Linked DNA regions of Zea mays: all the other regions are linked to region 3. The links are chromatin contacts, called in public Hi-C maps. All regions are on one chromosome and are shown on one strand. Each heading gives the region's core, a stretch centred on a gene start, on an enhancer-like site or on the middle of the called end of the contact. The rest is flanking DNA. Distances are from core to core; before and after follow the strand shown. Region 1 has its middle 7.0 kb from the start of LOC118472318. Region 2 holds the start of LOC100273048 (CAPIP1). Region 3 holds the start of LOC100274318. Region 4 holds the start of LOC100273161.

Evidence for each region. Hi-C and Micro-C count contacts between places; a contact is called where the count stands out from the background.
Region 1: a contact with region 3 is called in a Hi-C map of ear, with 1.7 times the contacts expected there. The contact joins the enhancer-like site here to the promoter of LOC100274318 in region 3. A contact is called at or near these places in 2 of 25 Hi-C or Micro-C datasets (ear and tassel).
Region 2: a contact with region 3 is called in a Hi-C map of leaf, with 4 times the contacts expected there. The contact joins the promoter of LOC100273048 here to the promoter of LOC100274318 in region 3. A contact is called at or near these places in 3 of 25 Hi-C or Micro-C datasets (bundle sheath, endosperm and leaf).
Region 4: a contact with region 3 is called in a Hi-C map of leaf, with 4 times the contacts expected there. The contact joins the promoter of LOC100273161 here to the promoter of LOC100274318 in region 3. A contact is called at or near these places in 3 of 25 Hi-C or Micro-C datasets (ear, leaf and tassel).

What each region holds. Positions count from the first base shown.
Region 1 is chr6:142,274,170-142,277,121 of Zm-B73-REFERENCE-NAM-5.0, forward strand. No RefSeq gene overlaps it. Among protein-coding and RNA genes, the nearest start is that of LOC118472318, 7.0 kb to the right of the region's middle. Within about 2 kb of position 1,277, at least 17 of the 20 cell types and tissues checked have an H3K27ac peak or open chromatin away from gene starts, as enhancers often do. A contact at or near this core is called in ear and tassel, where this site is marked.
Region 2 is chr6:141,926,964-141,929,969 of Zm-B73-REFERENCE-NAM-5.0, forward strand. LOC100273048 (CAPIP1) reads left to right here and starts at 1,265. Exons shown (of 3, transcript NM_001147497.1): 1 at 1,265-1,549; 2 at 1,866-2,084. The coding sequence starts at 1,391. LOC111589581 (a long non-coding RNA gene) reads right to left here and starts at 141. Exons shown (of 3, transcript XR_002748672.2): 1 at 1-141.
Region 3 is chr6:142,056,852-142,059,695 of Zm-B73-REFERENCE-NAM-5.0, forward strand. LOC100274318 reads right to left here and starts at 1,447. Exons shown (of 6, transcript NM_001148681.1): 1 at 1,182-1,447; 2 at 1-81. The coding sequence starts at 1,328.
Region 4 is chr6:142,223,529-142,226,577 of Zm-B73-REFERENCE-NAM-5.0, forward strand. It overlaps LOC100273161, which reads right to left and starts at 1,628. Exons shown (of 6, transcript NM_001147607.1): 1 at 1,086-1,628. The coding sequence starts at 1,580.

The sequences.
Region 1 (2,952 bases), core at 27-2,526, 220 kb after region 3:
TGACCGTCCGGGACCCATCAGGGAGGAGAGATCCTATGGCTTATATTGGGATCGACAGGCCATCCAAGACGCCTCCAGACAACTTAGAATCGAAGAGGTGAAGATTGAGGTGAAAAGGACTATGTTACTGTCTACTCCTAGGACAAAAAGTAAAGGAACGGAAGATATTATGATTTGATTTGATTCGATTGTTGATAATTCAATCGGTCGTTCAAATGTATAAGGGGGTCGGGGCGTCCTCCAATAACTCCCTCGAGTTTAGAGGGATAAACACGCGTGGAGAAAAGAGTTGATCCACCTGATCTATTCATATCGCGGACCGTCCAACTACGCGGTCGGACCGTGCCTAATGCCACAAATGTTGTTCAACACTTAGCTTATTTGTCTCTACCTGTTCTCGTGTTTCTTTTATCTGGTTTCTTTCTCTTTTTAGCAAACCGTCTGACCGTCTATATATCACGGTCTTAGCAAACCGTGTGACTGTCTACATATTACGACGATTAGTTGCTTCATGACTATGAGATTAATACTCCGAACTTTGCAGGTCACTAGTTTTGTGCCCTATAAACTACCATAAACTATATAAAGTTATGGAACTAACCTAACTGGAATCGCATCGCCTGGACTTTTACGGATAACAAAACAATAATGTTGTTTTAGAGTACGACAGAAAATTAATCAACCTCTAATTTCTTAACCAATCAAGAACCATTAAATGATTAATATTGCAAACTATTGCAGGTCACTAGTTTTATGCTCTATAAACGATCTAAATGATCTAATATAATATAAACAACTGAATTTACCAAGTCAATCTAGAATCAAAATCTAGACATACAATACAATCAATGAACAAAGCGAGATGAACGATATTACCACATCTTGCATAATCAACACATTAATCTCCAATATTTATATATATAAGCTGTTTTATAAAAGAATCAATGAGTTCCTCAAGATCTCTAAAAATCCTAGATTAATCTTTTAATAGATCTAATCTAGTGCCTAAATATCTCTCAAATCAAAACAAAACAAAACAAAACTAAAGGAACGAATATCTCCCTCGAACACGAATTTCTCTTGGACCACCAGCGGCTGACTTAGGCCGCGTTCTCCCATCCTGGGTGCACCCCTTCACGCGGGCCGACGCCCAGCTGGGCCTCGCTCCTCCACGCAGCAGGCCGCCTTTACTTTCACGTCATAGGTCGCGCCCGCTCCAGCTGACAGGGCGCCCTCCGCGCCAATAGTCCTGGGCCGGCACCTTCATCTTGGGCCGCCTGTGGAATGGCCGCCGAGTGGGCTGCCCCAAACCCCTCTGTTGTGCCGCACGCGCACAGAGAGCAAGGCCAGTCCGGTTTTGGTTGCATCCGCCAGCTCTTGGCCCGGTGCTTCACACGCACTCACGGCCGAGTGACCCAGACTGGCAATCAATTTTCCCCCCTTTTTACTTTTCTTTTTCTTTCATTTTTTCCTCTTTTTTCTCCTTTCTAGGCATTTCATATATATCTACAACACACGCGATGGTCATTTGCAACAGTATGAAACATCTCACACATCATCTTTGATCAAGAACCTCAGTTAATTTGTTCCTAAACTTAGTCCCAAAACTTAGTTTTGGTACCTCATTTCCTCTCCACTTAACACAGAAAAGTAAAACTTAGTTTCCGTACCTCACTTAGTTTTGGTACCTCATTTCCTCTCTACTTAATACATAAAAGTAAAACTTAGTTTCCGTACCTCATCACCTCTCTACTTAATAGAGGAAACTAGTTTTCATCGTCGCCACCGGCCCATTTTGCCTCAACCAACACCTCGATATCAATAATCCATACAACCGAGTACGAGGGCAAGCCCACGACTTGATTTAAGGTTAATCTAAGAAAAAACACAGCACCAAGTGTGTTACATCAATATCAAAACATATATTTGCACACATACATTACTTCCAAATTATGTTAATAATCACTTGCAAAGCCTATGCCAATTTTAAAGCAATGTTCTAATGTTAACTAACACAATATTTTCATCACACAGGATTTCACACTTCTAGTCTTGCCTTGGGACTCCTATTGGTCTTAAGCTAAGGTTTGGAATGATCGCTAATAGTGATTTGTCCAAGGAGAATTCCATAATTCTGGTTAGGAGTGGAGCAGCTTACTCATCTCTATCACCATATTCAAACTCCATTATGTAAAATAGTGCAAAACTGTATTTTAGGTAACCATATGGATAATCTGCTAGACACAGTCTAATGGACTTTAGATTTTACACTATAAAATTTAAGATGAACGAATCGGCTTAGGATCAAGCTCTATTTCTATTTATTTTGAACTAAAATTAATTAAGAGCCCTAACTTATTATGAAGAAACGGATTGTGATTCATTTACCACCCCTAGTTCTAGTCAAGTCACCAAACACTCTAGCGACAGCAACCCTCGCCTTCTTAAGCTTGCCTCTCAGGTATCGAGAGCCTAATAGAGGAGGGTTACTTACGAGCAGTTGAGCCATCTCCTTTCTCAGGCACTGTTTGGTATAGCTCTAGCTCTAAGAAATTTGATGGAGTTGGTGGAGCAGGTCATTGGGCGCTCTAAAAAATCGTGGAGATGGAACTGTAAGCCTTTAAAATACATTTAGATAAGTTATTTTGTTTATTATTTAGATTAAAAATAATTTTTAAAACTATTTAGATTGACGTTATAAACTACAACTCCACAATGGAGCTAGAACCTGGAACCATTCCAAACACCCGTTAGGGCTGGTTTGGTGGACAAAAAAATGAAGGGGATCCATTGTGAGGAATCCCAAACACTCCTTTAGTGTACCTAGTGGGTGTATCCCTAAACTTCATGTTAAGTTTATAATGTAAATTTAAATAGTTTAAATATTTTAATCTAATTAAAAAACAAAATGACTTATCTAAATATCTTCTAAAAATCACAACTTTAGCTCCA
Region 2 (3,006 bases), core at 15-2,514, 130 kb before region 3:
GCTACTGCTACTGGTTGCCACCGACGATTTAGATGGATCTAGGACTAGGAGGAGCTAGGAGAGGGGCGAGCAGCGGTGGCGAGGAGGTCAGGGAGGAAGGTGGATCTAGGGCCACATCTGAGGAGCGAGGATACTAGGATAGTGGTGGGTGGGGGGAGGGGGCGGCGGGCGCGGCGGGCAGTGCGACGGCTAACTTGGAGGGGAGGATTGCGAGCGGGGGATGGCAGTTGTCGCGGAGGCGGGTGCGCCGGGGGGGGGGGGGGGGGGGGGTTGCATGGCGCACCAATTGTGGACGTCCTCCTTACCTCCTTATATAATAGTAGAGGTGGACCGCCCTATTTCATCTTTTCTTGTACGTCCAACCAAACACACCTTAAACCCTGACACTACAAGTAGAAAGCATGAAACTCTCATATACAGTGTAGGTGTAGCTATTAAGATATGTTTGGATCACTGTGTAATAAAGTCTAGTATGTCGATCAATAACTGATTACATATGAACTAATGAAAAATTTCCTTTTTCTAATGAGTTCTATCTATTAATTAGCCTATATTGATTTGTTATTAGACTATAGTTAGTTTATACTACATCCGTTCCAAAATATAAGTCATTCCAAGATTCTTAGAGAGTCAAAGTTTTTAAAGTTTGACAAAAAAATATAGCGAGAATCATAAAGATTTATGACACAAAATAGATATAGTATAAAAACATATTTACTGGATAATCTAATGATATACATTTGATATCTTAAATGTTATTAATTTATTGTATAAATTTGGTCAAACTTAAAAAAACTTTAACTCTTCAAGAATCTTGGAACTGTTTAAGCTTTGTATTAGGTATCCAAGACATGCAATAAAATTTAGTTCAGTCTATGTATCCAGAAGAGAACAGTGATCTCACGTGACGGATATAGTTGTGCTCGTATGTGATGATATGAAATTTAAATATTTTTGTTTCCGTCATTGGGCGCAGAGAGAGCCGAACAAACAAGTCGTCGCGGCGGTCAGGCGTGTCCGTGTAGCCGCTGGCGTAGTACATGGACCTGGCGCACGCGCGCACGCCCCAGCCCCCTCGCCCCGCGCTTGGATAACTCGTGGGCGGGGCCCAGCCCCGCACCATTCAGCCCGCAGATTTTTGTACCCGCCGGCTGGGCCTCGGCCTCGGCGTGCAAGAAACTAGAAAGAGGAGCAGACAAACAAAATCGATTAGAAAATTAACCCCAGGCCAGAAACCCACTCTCTCTCTCCCCCGATTCCTTTCCTCGTCCTCATCCGTCCAGGGGAGCAAACAAGCAAGCAAGTAAACGGGCGAGGAGCTGGATAGAGGCCGGCGACGCGAAGCAACCGCCGATCGGAGCCGCGGCTGAGGAGGAGGAGCAAGCTCGAGATGGTGGGTCTCGTCGGCGGCAGCACGGCGCGGGCGGAGCACGTCGTGGCCAACGCCGGAGGAGAGACGGAGTACGTGCGCCGCCTGCACCGCCACGCGCCGGCCGAGCACCAGTGTACTTCCACCCTCGTCAAGCACATCAAGGCGCCCGTCCACCTCGTAAGTTCCCATCGCCCGCTCCCCCCCTCGCCCCGGTCCTTGCCGCCTCCCGGCTGGTCCCGGTGGTGGGTGGTGGTTCAGTGGTTGGATTGGACGGCCACGCCCAAGTAGCGTGCTAGTACTTGGGAATTTGGGATTGTTTTGCCTCACGTCTGGGCTGCTATTTCTCTCGGATCTGGAGTTCTTCGTCCAATTCCTCATGCCTTGTTGGGTGTTTCTTCCCCGATCGATGTGTTCTCGTGATGTCGGGTGAATTGCTGGCGTCAAATCAATTGCGACGCCCAATTTGAAGCTGATGCCATCGATCGCATCGCAGGTGTGGGAGCTGGTCCGGAGCTTCGACCAGCCGCAGCGGTACAAGCCGTTCGTCAGAAACTGCGTTGTGCGCGGTGACCAGCTCGAGGTCGGTAGCCTGCGCGACGTCAACGTCAAGACCGGCCTGCCGGCGACAACAAGTACCGAGCGCCTCGAGCAGCTAGATGACGACCTGCACATACTCGGCGTCAAGTTCGTCGGCGGGGACCACCGCCTCCAGGTCCATGCTGCTGCTTACTCTACCCCCTGCACACGCTCTGTTTGATGCCCCCTGCTTACTTGTCGGTGTACTCCCATTTTTTTTCAGCAACTCTGAGATTGGGTGTGCTTCCCTTGTTACCCATTTCTCTTTTTAAATTAAATTATGCTTTCTTGTTGCGGGAGACTAGGTTTTAGACCTAAAACCGAATATATACCAGTATACATGATGGAGATGTTAGTTTGGAAGGTCAATCAGTACTTCAAAAGTACTTCAAAAGGATATCTTTCGATATTTAGGATCAATCCTATATTGACGAAGATGTTAGTCATAGAATCAAAGTTGAGTGGATGAGGTGATGTTAAACATATGGCTTAGCTAAAAGGCAATTTTTAAAGGACGCCAATTAGACCTGCTATATTATATGGTATAGAATATTGACCTATAAAAGATGACATATTCAACGGATAAGTGTTGCAGAAATGTGTATGTTGCATTGGATTAATGGCCATACAAGGAGCGATTGAGTCTAGAACAATGATATATGTGATACGCTAGGGCTAGCACCAATTTTAAAAAGCTTCTTCATCATCTATAAGGGAAGGCCGAAGTTGACATAATAAGAGGCAACAAAAGACGATTGGAATGCATCCAAATATTTAGCTTTGAATATGAATGCATTGAAAATATGCTGAATCTCAAGTTCTCAACTTTTGTTTTTGTTGCCTTGCGTCTATCCCAACTTGCTTTCTTGTTGTTGTTGGTGTTGTTGTTTCTGGTTACCATTTGACTACAATCGTGATCACTAGATGCTATGAATGAAATGCCTTTGCTAGCTTTGTTGCATATGGCATCTTGGTCCTGTTTTGAAGCTGGGAATGGAATCTAAATTTGTACTCCCTCCATCCCACAATACTATTCATTTTAGCTTTGGTTGTTTTAT
Region 3 (2,844 bases), core at 197-2,696:
GTAGAAAGAACGGACACCCTCATTTGCAAGCATGTTCCTTGTGACCTGACCAGCGGAGCCCTCACCCAATTGGATCCTCACCTGAAAACCAAAACAATAATAAGAATTGATACAAGATGGGCTCCACGTGCAAAGAGCCCTAGAGTATAAAGCTCCAAAAAGGCATGCCATCAAGACTTTCGACAGTGACATCTACTAAGCCAATTTTCAAGTTGCGACAGAAGTTAAAACATGTGGTTCCCTTTACCTTTTTTGACGAAGGGGCGAAGCCCCCTATTTCATTAAGAAATAGGAAAGTTTGAAACAACCGCAACCACGCGGCACATCGACCAAAAGCATCGCACACGATCAGATCCCTATCTAGACTCTAAACACTATCAAACTAGATCAGTGAAGAGCCTAAGATAGCAGATGAAGTTTGACCTACGATTACCACATAAGACTTTCTTATTTACAACCCAATGCCAGACAGGCAGAAGCGACAAAAGGAAATATTATTTACATTTTTCAACGAGTACATCTTCACCAAGAAACTACAATTGTATTATGGCAATATAATAACATATTTACATGTGCTCAACTCCATTCAAACATAGAGGCAATAAAAGACTAGTATCCTCTTCTAAGAGGAAATCAGAGGGCATCTTAAAAAACAACCACCTACTAAAAATGAAAACCATCAAATGGCTAGCTAACAACCTCCATAGATATCCCGATCTTCGCAAAAGAGAACCAAGGAGCAACGCGCAGATGGCCACCTCACATCAATTAAAATCGCGGTACACAAACCGATCCCCATGGATCCAAGTAACTACAGCAAACGAATTGTGTCATCCTTAACAAACAGATCGCGCGGCCAAGAAAATTCACAACTTCAGCTCCCAGCAACCCACGCATGCTTGATCCAGTCACGGCAATTCCGACGGATCTAAAGCTAGCCGCACCAAAATACTTAACAGCAAGCTTAGTTCCACTACGCTGACCCCAAGGGCACGCTCGATTCATCAGATCCAACCAAAAAGGGGCAAACTCCGCGGGTAAGCATCTAACCGACTGATTCACGCGGCAAGCAACCCCATTCCCGTAGATCTAAGCCCGCCACGCCCCGATCCCGCCTCACCAGCTCACTCACGAGCACTGTGAAGGAAGCCGGGTGACAGAGCGGTGCGGTGGTACGGTACCTTGACCATGTCGATAGGCTGGATGACGCAGGTCGCGAGCATCCCAGAGGCCCCGCCGTTAACGAAGGGCTTGACCGTCTTCCACACGCCGGTGGCTGCCGCTGCCGCCTGCTGTGGCTGCTGCTGCTGCTGCTTCGCGTCCGCCATCCCAGCTCCGGATAGGGCTGCGCTCTGCTCGGCTCGGGGCGGGGCGGGGAGGAGGCGAAGCGAACGAGGCGACGAGAGCGAGGGAGATGCAGTAGGAGAGGCGGCGGCCTAGATCGCTGGGTAGGGAGGGACGTAACGCGATATAGAAAAAGGAAGAAGAAATGGTTGTTGCGGCCAGGCAAGGTGCGCCGCGGCCTCGTGGGCGACGTCGCGTGCGGGATCGCCGTTTCGGCGTGTGGGCGCGGTGCACGGGCGGTGCGGGGTCCAAAGGTGGCCGTGGGTAGCCAAGGAGGAGGTGGTGTACGGGACTTGGTCTATGCAGGAGTGCGAATCGGTAGTGCCGGAGTGGGCTCCTAGGACAGATCCAACTTGCGGCTACGGTGGAAGGCGGAGTCGAGTGTGGACCACGGAGGGGGCGCCGCACCGGGGTTCACGTCCGCGCCCGTGTCCTGTAGTCGCCCTTTATGTCACAACGAACGTGTCACAACGAACTTTTGGTTAAAACATTGTGCGGCTATGGTTCGCTAAGGAACAATTTGAGAACATTGTTTTCCTTCCAAGATTACAAGGTAACTAGGTGAGTGTCCGAACGTTACAACGGAAACATATAATATCATAATAAATTATATACAAAATGTGTTATATTGTTATAAAAAAATTTCATAATCTATTTGTAATCCTGATCATACATAAATTTTGTTATTTTAATCTAGTTGTTTCACAACTACGTTGTAACTATCAGTACCATGCAGACTTGAATATATGTCACGATTTGTATGGTCTCATCGTTGGAGAGCACGTCCTACACTTACCGAAAGAAATTCCCTTATACATCATCAGTCATCAGGCACACACCACCATACGCGCTTGGTTAAACAAAAAAGGCAAGTGTGTGTTTGCGAAGAGAATTAAAGGCAGGTCGGCACAAAATCTACCCCGACGGTGGCGAGGATGACGAACTGGTCATTGCTGTCGGTCCTCCTCTGCGTCACCTTCGGCGCCGAGATGACGTCACAGTCCTTAATATAGTAGTCATCGAACGCGCGCGACATGACGAGTTCCGATGACTCTTGGCTGGGCTACCAGACGAAGAGAACCCTAGGCTCATCAGCGAGTTAGTACACTGTACACCTGGTTGTTGCACCAGCGGATACGCTACTCCTCTTCATACATCATTTTCGAGGTCACTCATACAGCGTCAACAACGACCGTCGTCCCTAAGGATGGCAACGGGGAATTTCCCGTCGGGTTTTAGTTCCCCAAACCCGTCCCCGCGACGAAAAAATTTCCCCGCGGGGATCCCCACGGATGCTTGCGGGGGACATTTCTTCCCCATCCCCGTTCCCCGTGGGGATAAATCCCTGTCGGGGATCCCCATCCCCGCTTAAATTATAATTAAATCGTACTTCATTTGTTATTAATGTAAAACATTGTCACTTATACACATTGTTAGATGTAAAAATCATTATGTGCACATTAAAATCAATGTATTTGTACAACGGGTAATCTCTTGACA
Region 4 (3,049 bases), core at 378-2,877, 170 kb after region 3:
GGAGAGTCGAACCCAAACCTGAGGAGTGCTACTTAGACCACCTAACTAACTCAGCTAGAGGCCCTTTATGTCATAAAACAACAGAGTTCAATCATAAATTTTTTCTTCATGTCAATTTCTGCATATACTTCCATTCTTATAGCCAGCACAGGAGTAGCTGCTAACCTAACACATAAAATCGTGTCCATCTCACAGCTCGGCATGTCTTGCTTGCTGGTTACTCATTTCAAACACACTACCTGTTGCCAAATCTGGTACTTATCAGATGCCAAGCCTGTGCCCTATCCCTATAGCAAGGTAATTGTTTTCTAGCTGTTGATCTGTTGCTATCCCCATGGCTAAATTGGGGATATGTGAAGTGTTGGTGGAACCGAGTGGTTGTTTGCGTTCCTATTTCCACTTAAGTAGCAGTCTACTTGTCTAGCATACTGCATACATGAGGATATTGAAATAATTGTGCAGTTACATCCAACAACAGAGCAATTTGACCAACATATTGCTAAAGTGAAAATGGTCACATTACCCTCATGCCAGAAAAAAAATACTACGAAGTTATCCATGAACAACTAATAAGAATTAAAGTACTTCACATAATGTTTATTGCTTACCAATCATTACTATCACTACAACTAAATAAACACCGCAAAGAGCTGATAGTCACAAACTCACAACCAAGAATCTAAAATAATCCAGCCGTTAAAAAAATGCACCTCACCACCACATGAGAAATTTTATGGAGACCAAATTTTACAGTTAGTAAACAGTAGAGAACTTCGCAGTTACCATCACACAAGTGACTGCTCCATTTTTAGAAAGAGGATATGGTCTTTAAGTGAACAACCACGGAAACCCCCAACGCATAGTGACCCCATTTGCACTCACGAAACCTACAATGTCTCGGCTTGGACCGCAGAGCTTCACCAAGCCCAAGCCGCAATGGCCAGATCCAGTAGTTACCAACTAGCGGAAGACGCTACAGGACGCGGTGTATTCTGTCCCAACCCCAAACCCAGCACATGAAACCACCCGCATTCGCCGCTGAGTAGCAAGGATCCAAATGCACAAATGTCAGTAATTGTTTTTACCTCCATCTCGAACTCCTCTTCGCCCTGCTTCCCTGGGCGGTCCATGAGCTTGACCGCGACCTTCCTCCCGTCGGGGAGCACCCCGCGGTACACGGTCCCGAAGCTGCCCTGCCCAACCATGTGCGCCCGGCCGAACCCGCCCATGGCCGCGTGGAGCTGACGGTAGCTGAACACCTGCACGCCCCTCTCCCCAGCAACCACAACCGACATCGCCGCCGCCGCCGCAGCGGCCCCATCGCTGGCGGAGCTGCTGAACGGGCTGTCCTTCCCCTGCTGTTGCGGCGGCGGCAGAGCCCGGGGAGGAGGAGGAGGAGGAGGAGAGCTGGAACGTTTGGGGAGATGGAGTGACTGAAGGCGGCGGGAGACCTTGCGCGTAATGTAGCAGTAGTAGGCGAAGGCGGCGATGAGGGATAGGAGCGAGAGCGCGGCGAGGGAGACGATGACCAGCAGGATCACCGACTCGTCGCGCTTGTACTCGTCGCTGCCGTCCGTCATTGGGTCGCTGGAACCCTAGTTCTAGGGGTTGCCGGGTTCGGAGAGGAGAGATCAAGCGAGTGAGTGATTTGGGAGGAAGACGACGAGGGTTTTCGGGAGGTTTGGGAGTGGAATGAGTGATTCACCTTCCTCCGCGCGGAAAAGTGCAATGGGTGATTCACTTCCTCTGCGTGGAACCCGAGGGCAGGGACAGCCAGCAGTGGGGTGGATAGCGGGCTCACTGATCAGTCCGGTACAGGAGCAGTGCAACGTGTACTACAAACGGAACATGGAATTGCTTGCACGGGTGAATGACAAAAAAAACCTAAGCAACTCTAATAGTAGTTATGTAAAACACTCTCTAAACACCGATTTAAGAAGTTAAGAAAATTGTTTCTCTAACAGTTATGTAAAAGTCATCTTAAATTTATAAACAACCTAAAATCTATAGAACCTCCCTACATTTGGCAATCTTGTAGGGAGCTTCTTAAATCCACTCCCACCAATTCCATCTGAGAAAAATGGTTTCGTGTCATCCTTGCTTAGCTTCGCGCCTAATCAAGATTAAATAAACAATAATATTAGATTAGTATATAGCACTCGATCAGCGCTAGATTAAATAAAGCTATATATAACGCCTGGGCGCTAGCCGTTTAAACAAATATGAAACAAAAAACTACTTCGGTATTTACATTGTCCCTACGTTATTTTCATCCAAACACTATAAAAATTATGGCCACCTTCTCTCATCCATTATGTACATCCAACCAAACACATTCTAACAGAAACCACCGCCTGCCGCCGATGCATATAATTAAATAATTGTGTCGGCTAACGTTTAAATAATTGTCAATACAAATTGTTGGGGACTTGTTCTCAAATGCTATGAATTAAGAACAAAGCAACACAAAAAGAGATTAATGCTTAATGTCTTTCGTCCTTCGAAGCATTATTTCTCTTAGGATATAACGTCTTCGGACGAAGGTCATGAAAGACGTATCTTTATCATCACAGTACATATTGATAAAAAATGAAGCATATGGAACATGAGAAATAACATGAATAATTATATGACATTATTTATATATCTTTATTATGCTATCATGAATGGATAATAACAACATTGAATTACATTTGTACCTTCGTCTTGACAGAAGGCAAAAGTACAAGCGTGACGCACGAGCGAGTACATGTCAGCGTGAACAGTACGGGAGGTACTGTTCATCTATTTATAGGCACATGACGCAGTCTGTGTAAAATTACATTCATGCCCTTCATATTCAGTATTGACTTAAGAACAATCTGACGATGACTAAATAGTCGTTTCCTCCTTAAGTCGGTTCCTTTTTCTGCTATTGAGTCGAAGCTTCCTTGCACACAGCTTTGGCGCTGGTTCAACCTTCGTTCTGACCCTGCTTTCCATATTGTGTACAGCTTCATCCCGAGTCCGAAGGTTCCTGTATATATATTATGCTTTGGGAAACATTGTT